Linked DNA regions of Lactuca sativa: region 2 is linked to region 1. A link is a contact called in public Hi-C data. All regions are on one chromosome and are shown on one strand. The core of a region is the stretch at or near the end of the contact, and the rest is flanking DNA. Distances in the headings are between cores, read along the strand shown. Region 1 holds the start of LOC111899237. Region 2 holds the start of LOC111899235 (nudix hydrolase 20, chloroplastic).

What was found. A called contact is a pair of places that touch in the nucleus more often than the background predicts.
Region 2: a contact with region 1 is called in a Hi-C map of leaf, with 2.7 times the contacts expected there. The contact joins the promoter of LOC111899235 here to the promoter of LOC111899237 in region 1. A contact is called at or near these places in 2 of 4 Hi-C or Micro-C datasets (both in leaf).

The regions. Positions count from the first base shown.
Region 1 is chr8:144,843,593-144,847,491 of Lsat_Salinas_v11, forward strand. It overlaps LOC111899237, which reads right to left and starts at 1,943. Exons shown (of 5, transcript XM_023895108.2): 1 at 1,440-1,943; 2 at 569-1,141; 3 at 264-470; 4 at 90-181; 5 at 1-9. The coding sequence starts at 1,943. It overlaps LOC122195298 (a long non-coding RNA gene), which reads left to right and starts at 840. Exons shown (of 2, transcript XR_006185498.2): 1 at 840-978; 2 at 1,472-2,234.
Region 2 is chr8:144,975,047-144,978,945 of Lsat_Salinas_v11, forward strand. LOC111899235 (nudix hydrolase 20, chloroplastic) reads left to right here and starts at 1,907. Exons shown (of 9, transcript XM_023895106.3): 1 at 1,907-2,318; 2 at 2,510-2,574; 3 at 2,701-2,884; 4 at 2,969-3,049; 5 at 3,164-3,289; 6 at 3,383-3,462; 7 at 3,670-3,785. The coding sequence starts at 1,968.

The DNA of each region.
Region 1 (3,899 bases), core at 693-3,192:
GAGAACATGCTGCAATTGAGAAGATAAATAAATAAATATTTATCTCATTAATCATGGTTTAACTACTTGTTGTAATAATAGCAATATACCTTAAACTCCTGAGAATAGCTTCAGTAACAAGGGCTTCTTGCAAAGCTTCAGCTGCAGCTACTGAAGCCACATTTCTCCTTCGCATAGCATCCTACAAAATCGGTTCAAATATTAATTACAAAACATTGGTGATTTGTGGATTTAACATAGAAGGGCATTCATGTCTTTTCTACCTGTCCAAGCTTTGCTAGGTCTAAAGACACTGCATCCAGAGGGACACTACCATCAGTCCATTTCTTTTCATGAAGTGTGATTCCAAGAGGTGTAGTAGTAGTAGACAAAGGAGGAGTGCCACATGAGCTAGGATTTGCTTTTTCTTCACTAGAAAAATCTTCTTGATCATGTGAATGTGCATCACTTAAACGCCTTGAAAGAGCAGCCTGAAAGACCCAACAAGGGCAACAACTTCATTAACATCATAATGAAATTATATAATTTTTATAAAATATAAACAAGTTGGGTTTCTGATTTTTTTTACCTGGGTTTTTAAAATTGCTTGCAAATCCGGTTTGCTTTTAATCCCACTCTTCTCTTTCACTTCTGTTTCATCCCAATTCTTTCTACTTGACTTTGTGGAAGACCCAACAAGTGCCTCTGAAACCTTTGAAATCTCAGCAGCTAAAGTTGCCATCTTTTTCTTGTTGCCGGAATCAGTTGCCGGAGAAACTTTAACTCCACTAGATAACCGCCTACCTGGCGACATTGACATTCTTCTTGAACTTGGAGATGCTTGTCTCCGGCCATTTGGTGAAGGTTGTCTATATCTTGAAGGAACAATAATGGCAGGCTCTCTTGCAGACTTTCGGTTCTCTTCTTTAGCCATGGCTAAACTAGGAACCACACACTTTGAAGGTACCGGAGAAGATGATCTTTTTGCTTTTCCGGCAGGTGAAGGATCCCTTTCAATTACGTTCTTCTTTCCTGCTGACACTGATCTTTGTTGCTTCATGGCTGGGCTAGAAAATCTCTGAGGAGGCTTTTCTGCAGTCTTTGTTGACTCATTAGAAGTATTCATGTTCTCTTTAGGTGCAAGAACTTGTCTGTTCCTAACCTGTTTAACAAACAGTAACACCCATTGTTAAGTAGAAGCTCTTTCTTTTAACTACTATTATTCACTACAAATTTAATTAAACTACGAGAAGTTTATGGTTGCCTTTGGTAAATCAAAGTACTCGTTGAACAGATTGATACAGTCGGTTTAGCAGAAAATGTTTGTATCTCAAAATTCAGACATTTCTAATAAACTCTATGTTAATGGATGACAAGTTGATGAATATTCACGATCAAGCACATAAGTTTTAGATTGTCATGTATAAAAATCAAATCTGTGAATAGAAAAAAGCACTAACCTCATTTTTTGTTTCCTTCGAGTCATGTACAGGTCCATCTAACTTTTTACTCGACAAATAAGCAGCAATAGGATCACCAGAGGCATCTGAATCGGAAACAGTCTGGATCACGAACTCTCTTTTAGAACTCGAAATCCTAGCAATGAGCTGTTCAGGACTTCCAACAAACGGATGACGACCAGCAATCGGACGTACTCCAGATGCTCGTGGTACTGGAGAATCAAACTCGAACTTATCAACATACACAAACTGCCCTAACTGTAATCGATTAGTGAGTATGAGATCTGTGTCCCGATCAGATAACGAGACGTAAGTTGAGTTAACCGAGTCAGAGAGAGAAACATAGAAGCCATGGTTAGGCCAGAGGTCATCTGAGCCTGCTGCAAGAGCAGGAACAATTCCGATGACCTGGAGAAGAGGGGAGCGGTGGTCGCCGGTAACTCGTGTGGTGGTGTTCATCGTCTGGAGGAGTTTTAACAAGATTCCTGGTGTTAGAGACGCCATTGAAATGGAATTTCAAGGTTTGAGGAGAGAATTAGGTGTGAATTTGGGGGAAATGAGAGTAGGGTTTAGATAGATAGAGGGTCGGGGAGGAAGAAGCCGTTACGAAGATCTAATTTTGAAAATGGGGATTGTAATTTTGGGCGCAGTGAATGATTGAGATGTATTTTGAAATTAGTGGTGTGGATGTCACTCGTGAAGGCAACGGCTTCAGACGCCGTTAAGTCCTTTGTACATTTGAAATTGGTAAACAGAAATTTTATAAATGGTCCCTATGGTTTGTCACATTCATAATTTTTGTCCCTAATACTTTTTAGTTACATAAATTTTTCTTATAGTTTCATTTTTTTTTTTGCATGGTTGTTCACTAGCTCATGTAATCTTTTATATTTTCTTTTATCTCTTTTTATTTAATAGTACCATTTATATTAATATTTTATTAGAAACTCCTTCAAAACTCACCCATCCCACCACAAGTAATCTTGTCTTTTTATTTAATAGTACTCCCACCCCCTTCCACAAATTCGTTCCTTTCTTTGCCTTAATGACTCTGACGACGACCATCTCCTTTGTGGACCAATTTACAACCACTGGAAAAAAATTTCAAACCAAAAGTAACTTCATCATCAAGCTATAAACAATAGTCATGACATAAAAACAATTCTTGAGCTATGTGAAGAGACCCAAATGCATGGCTAATAAGAAAACTAAATTTTATTACTGGTATAGGAGAATACAGTTCAATGAAGTAAAACAACATGTATAAGGTTAGAATCTCAAAAGAACATACGATCATATAATAGAAATTCAGAAGTTTTGAGAGGATGTGGAGGAGGATCTCGCCAAAAATGAGAGGAGTAAAATCATCAGATACAACAATTTAGGGTAAGTCAAACCTACGGATTTTACAGAGAAGAGGCTGTGTAGGAGGTATACCATGTGAGGAAGAGAGAGACCTTGAAGTCGAAGATGCTATATTGGATAATCATAAGAAGGAGTCATCGGAGGATGTCTATGTAAAGAGAGAGATAGAAGGGGAAAGAGAGAGAGAGAGAGAGAGAGAGAGAGAGAGAGAGGGAGAGAGATTTGTTTGGTAGTTGGGGTTGTTGGAGATTCTCAACGAAAGAATTATCAATGGAGAATGTGAAATATGAGAGTGTCATCAGGTCAAACTGATGGTGATTGGTAACATCGAGTTTCTAATTAAGGTTTCTTCTGTCAGATCCTATCAGAGTGTTTAAACATGGTTTCTTATGCACAGTTAGGCGACGTAAGAACCTAAAATTTAGAGAAAGTTGACTTTTAGTCAAATATGGACCAAAAGGGAAAAATTGTCATTTATGAGAAAAAAAAGAGATTATGAAGTTATAACTTCATGAAAATGGTCAAGATAAGTATAAATCACTTATAAGAGGTTAAATGAATAAGTTCAAGAGAAATGATGCATGAGAATATATAGTTTTGGTCAAAAGGGTAAATTGATAATTTTATGCTTTTTGGGCCAACTTTATGACTTAATGGATTAAGACTCGTATTAAGTCAGTGAGATATGACTTAACAGAGTTGCAAACTATGTTCCCGCCTTCTCTTGGATATAAGGATCATAGAAAATGGGTTAGAACGAAGAAGATATGAATGTTTGAAGATTGGAAGAAAACTGTCCCAAAGCTGGAATCAGTTATGGAGTTTCCATCAAGCAGTTACCGTGACATGATAAGTAGACTCCACGACATGGTGAAGGTGCCGGAGAATGGGTCACATTCTCGTCGTAAGTAGAGGGCAATATACTTTGTCTCATGATGCAATATATGATGTTGTTGTGGGAAGTCATCATAGCTTGATTACTAGACATTGATAAAGATTAAGTACTGAATGAGTTAAGTAATAGATGTGTATTAGAAGACCTTTTGATGATATAAAGAGATAGATTGTCCATGGGATAAGTGTTATGTGATGAGT
Region 2 (3,899 bases), core at 657-3,156, 130 kb after region 1:
CAAAAACATCAACAATAAGAGCTTATCAAGACGACGGCACTATTATATAAAGATGTGATAGGAAATTTTGGGGCTAGAAAAATTAAGCCATTAAGATCCATCCTTTTGCAGATAAGAAGTTAGGTCGTATACTTTAGTAAATAATTTCTTTTGGAACAGAAGATTGTCTCATGGTTGAAGTTTATAGATTTCGAATTTGAGACAACTCCAATTTTTGAAGCATTTATCCTAAATGATCATCACCAGGTCGTCTTGATGGTGATAGTTTGATAAATAAATTAATATTAATCAAAATAGAGAAAATAAGGACTTGAAAAGCTAATGACATTATTAAAAGAAAAGATAAAGACACACATGTCTCCGTTGAAGTAGTTGTAGTCTGAAGATGTTACATATGTACACTATTAAAAATCACGTTTGAAAAAAAAAATTAAGCAACCTAATTCAATAGGTAAGAAGTAAATGACATTATAAGTTTCATAAGCATTGAAAAAATAAAAGAATTCATAAAAATTAAGATAAAATTTGCATTTTAATGACTGTATCTTAAAAAAATTTTAAATATAAAATAGAACAAAATTTAAAATTTGAATATTATTTAATGATTTTGACCCTAAAACTGATTAATATTAGGGATAATGACTTAAAAGGGTGATATATTTTTTGATTTGCACATATTTAATCACTGATTTTTGTTTTCGACCATATTTATCCCTTCAACTTGTTAAACTGTACACATTTAGTCCTTATGACCGGCTACTCCAGGTTAGCCGGTAAAAATGACTTAATAGGGTAATATATTTCTCATTTTGTACAAATTTAGTCCTTAATATTTTTATACATATTTAGTCTTTAATATTTTTTTTGTTGCAAAATAAATTATTTATTTAGATTTTTCTCACGACACCGTATGTGGGATAGTCATATGGTGGTGTGATAGGTTGAGGTGGTCCTGCTATATGTTGTAGGCCAAGATACCTGATGCGGGCCGACTGTAAGGTGTAGGCATGAAGGCTCGAGAAGAGCGGTTGGGTTAAGGCGGCATGCCGACAAACCCTGGGTATTCCAGTCTGATACTGATTAGACCTGTTGCATGTTGGCATTCCAGACCGATAATTGATTGGGCCAAAGTATTCCAATCTGATGAGTGTAGGCTCGTTATGCATGATAATACGTTTGGGAAAATTCACTAAACTTTGTATTTACCCAGTTTTTTATGTTTTAGGTTCTTTCGTTGATTGTGGGAAGGCGACGACATGATTGTACACACTCATCAGCAATATTTAGGATTCCACGTTTCTTATATTACTCTGATTTTCGATAAATGTATTTTGGAATAAACATTTTTTTCTTAATAATGGATTTATAATTAGACACTTTTGCCTTATTTAAAAATGACAATTTTTTTGTTGTGAAAATGAGACGTTACACATAAACATCAATAGCCCCACACACTTCATTGATGATTGTCCGATGTAAGATATCGTGAGAAAAACCTAAAAGAATCATTCATAAGTACTGACAAAAACAAAAATGACTTACTTTGAAACAAAAAAAATAGTAAGGACTAAATGTTTACAAAAATATTAATGACTAAATATATACAAAATGAGAAATATATTACCCTATTAAGTCATTTTTCCCGGTCAACCTGGAGTAACCGGTCATAAGGACTGAATGTGTACAATTTAACAAGTTGAAGGGGTAAATGTGGATGAAAAAAAATTTAATATCCAAATATGTACAAATCGAAAAATATATTACCCTTTTAAGTCATTATCCTTTAATATTAAATAGTTTTTTTTATAGGCCTATAAATTTAATAGACCTGATATAGCCCCTTTTGACAAATATCAAAATTTGAGGGACCTTATGGTAAATATAATATAATGCACAAAAACCGGGGAAGTAAATCCTTTCTTTCGCAATTACAGTTTACAGCTTTCCCGTCGAGTAGTTGAAAAAATATGTCCGTTGCCTCCTGCACCATCGCCGGCGGCCATCACCCCCACCACGATAATCTTACTTCTCACAGTGTTAGCAACTTTTCTTCAACATCGTCATCATGTTATCACCGCTGTAATTTTCCTATTATGATTCGAAGCATATCCACAGTCAGACCTCTCTCTTTCATCCTTAATCGAAATTCTGTTGCTGCCGCTGTTTCATCAAGTAGTTCAACGAGAAATATTAGTAGTTCTACTAGCAATGATAGCGGTTTCACTTGGGATGATGTCTTTCAAATATCTCAACAGCGGAATGTTTCATCAGATCTCAGTGGATTCTTTCAGAAGATAAAATCATGTAACCGAGGCCGGGTAAACTCTTCGACTAGCATAATTTCTTATATTTATCAATCGCAAATGTGTCTCAGTGTTTTTTTTATCATTCCGTAAAAATTCCTTCTCTTGTGTTCATCGTAGCTCAAAGGAAATTTTGATTTTAGCATATATGTAGATATAGAATAGACTAATAGTTATAGGCATGAATCCATATCAACTGATTGCAGGAAATGCGTTCTGATTTCATTCCCTTTGTCATCGAGGACCAAATTGTTGGCTATGTTCATAACGGGTAATGTCTCTCGCATTAAGGTGCATAATCAGATCTATTGTTGCTTTGTTCTTCTGAGTAGTTTAAATTGATGATATTCATCAATCATCAAGCTAATTTTGCATCAGGTATGTGAACTTTGTGCAGTTTCCTTGACCATTTAAGCAAGTTCAAGGACGTTTTCACTTACATCAAAGGTGATTCATATGGTAGTCAATCTGGCCATGTCACATTACAATCTGCACTGAAAACACCTGAGCATAGAACTGAAGCCCTTGGAAATGTAGTCAAGTGCTTAGGTGAAGAAGTAATTCCAGGTATACGTAATGAGGTACTTTTTCATGACCAGAATCTATGCTTTTGATTGCCAACACATACTTCTTTCATCTTAGATTATAATTTTAAATGATTGCAGCTATATCCTGTTACTTCATCTTATGGAGAACAAGTTTATTTCTCACTTGAACGTGCAGCAGCACCTTACTTTGGGATAAATGTATGTCATATCTCATATCTCATATCTTCCTTAAAATCTTTCAAATTAGCAAAATCTTAAACATTGTAATCACTAATTAAGCATCTCACATAATCTTGTAATATCTTCTTGTAGGCTTATGGAGTTCACATGTGTGGATATGTTGAAAAAGATGGAGAAAAATACATGTGGATTGGGAAAAGAAGTGAAATGAAACAAACTTACCCAGGAATGCTTGATCATCTTGTTGCGGGAGGAATGGTAGATTTTTTTTTCTTATTTTTAGTCTAATAAATAACAACTCATGTTTATTCTTGTATCATGTGTAAATGAGTTTTAATCTGATAAATGCAGCCCCATGGAATCTCACCTGGAGATAATCTTGTGAAGGAATGTGAGGAAGAAGCAGGAATCCCAAGTTCCATTTCTAGCAGGTAAATTAGGGCAAAATGCAAGAAATAGCAACGTACTTTTACTTTTACTTTTACTTTCATTTTATTTTCATTATACTTTGAAAAATCTACCCAGTTACATTGCTATAATTGGGTAGATTTTTTAAAGTATGATGCTGTAATTGTAAAAGAAAATGAAAGTATGATATGCTAAAATAAACAAATAAATAAATTGCTATTTCTTATCAGAGCTATACCAGTTGGTGTAGTCTCCTACATGGACATTGAAGGTTATAGATTCAAGAGAGATGTTTTATTTTGTTATGATCTAAAGCTTCCGGAAACTTTCGTTCCCAACAATCAAGGTAAGTTTTTATTTTATTTATTTATTAAATAATTATTATGTGGATAAATGATATCTGAAAATATTTGAGAAAACCGACTTTCTCTATAAGTCGTTCTTTATGTATTAAGTTAAA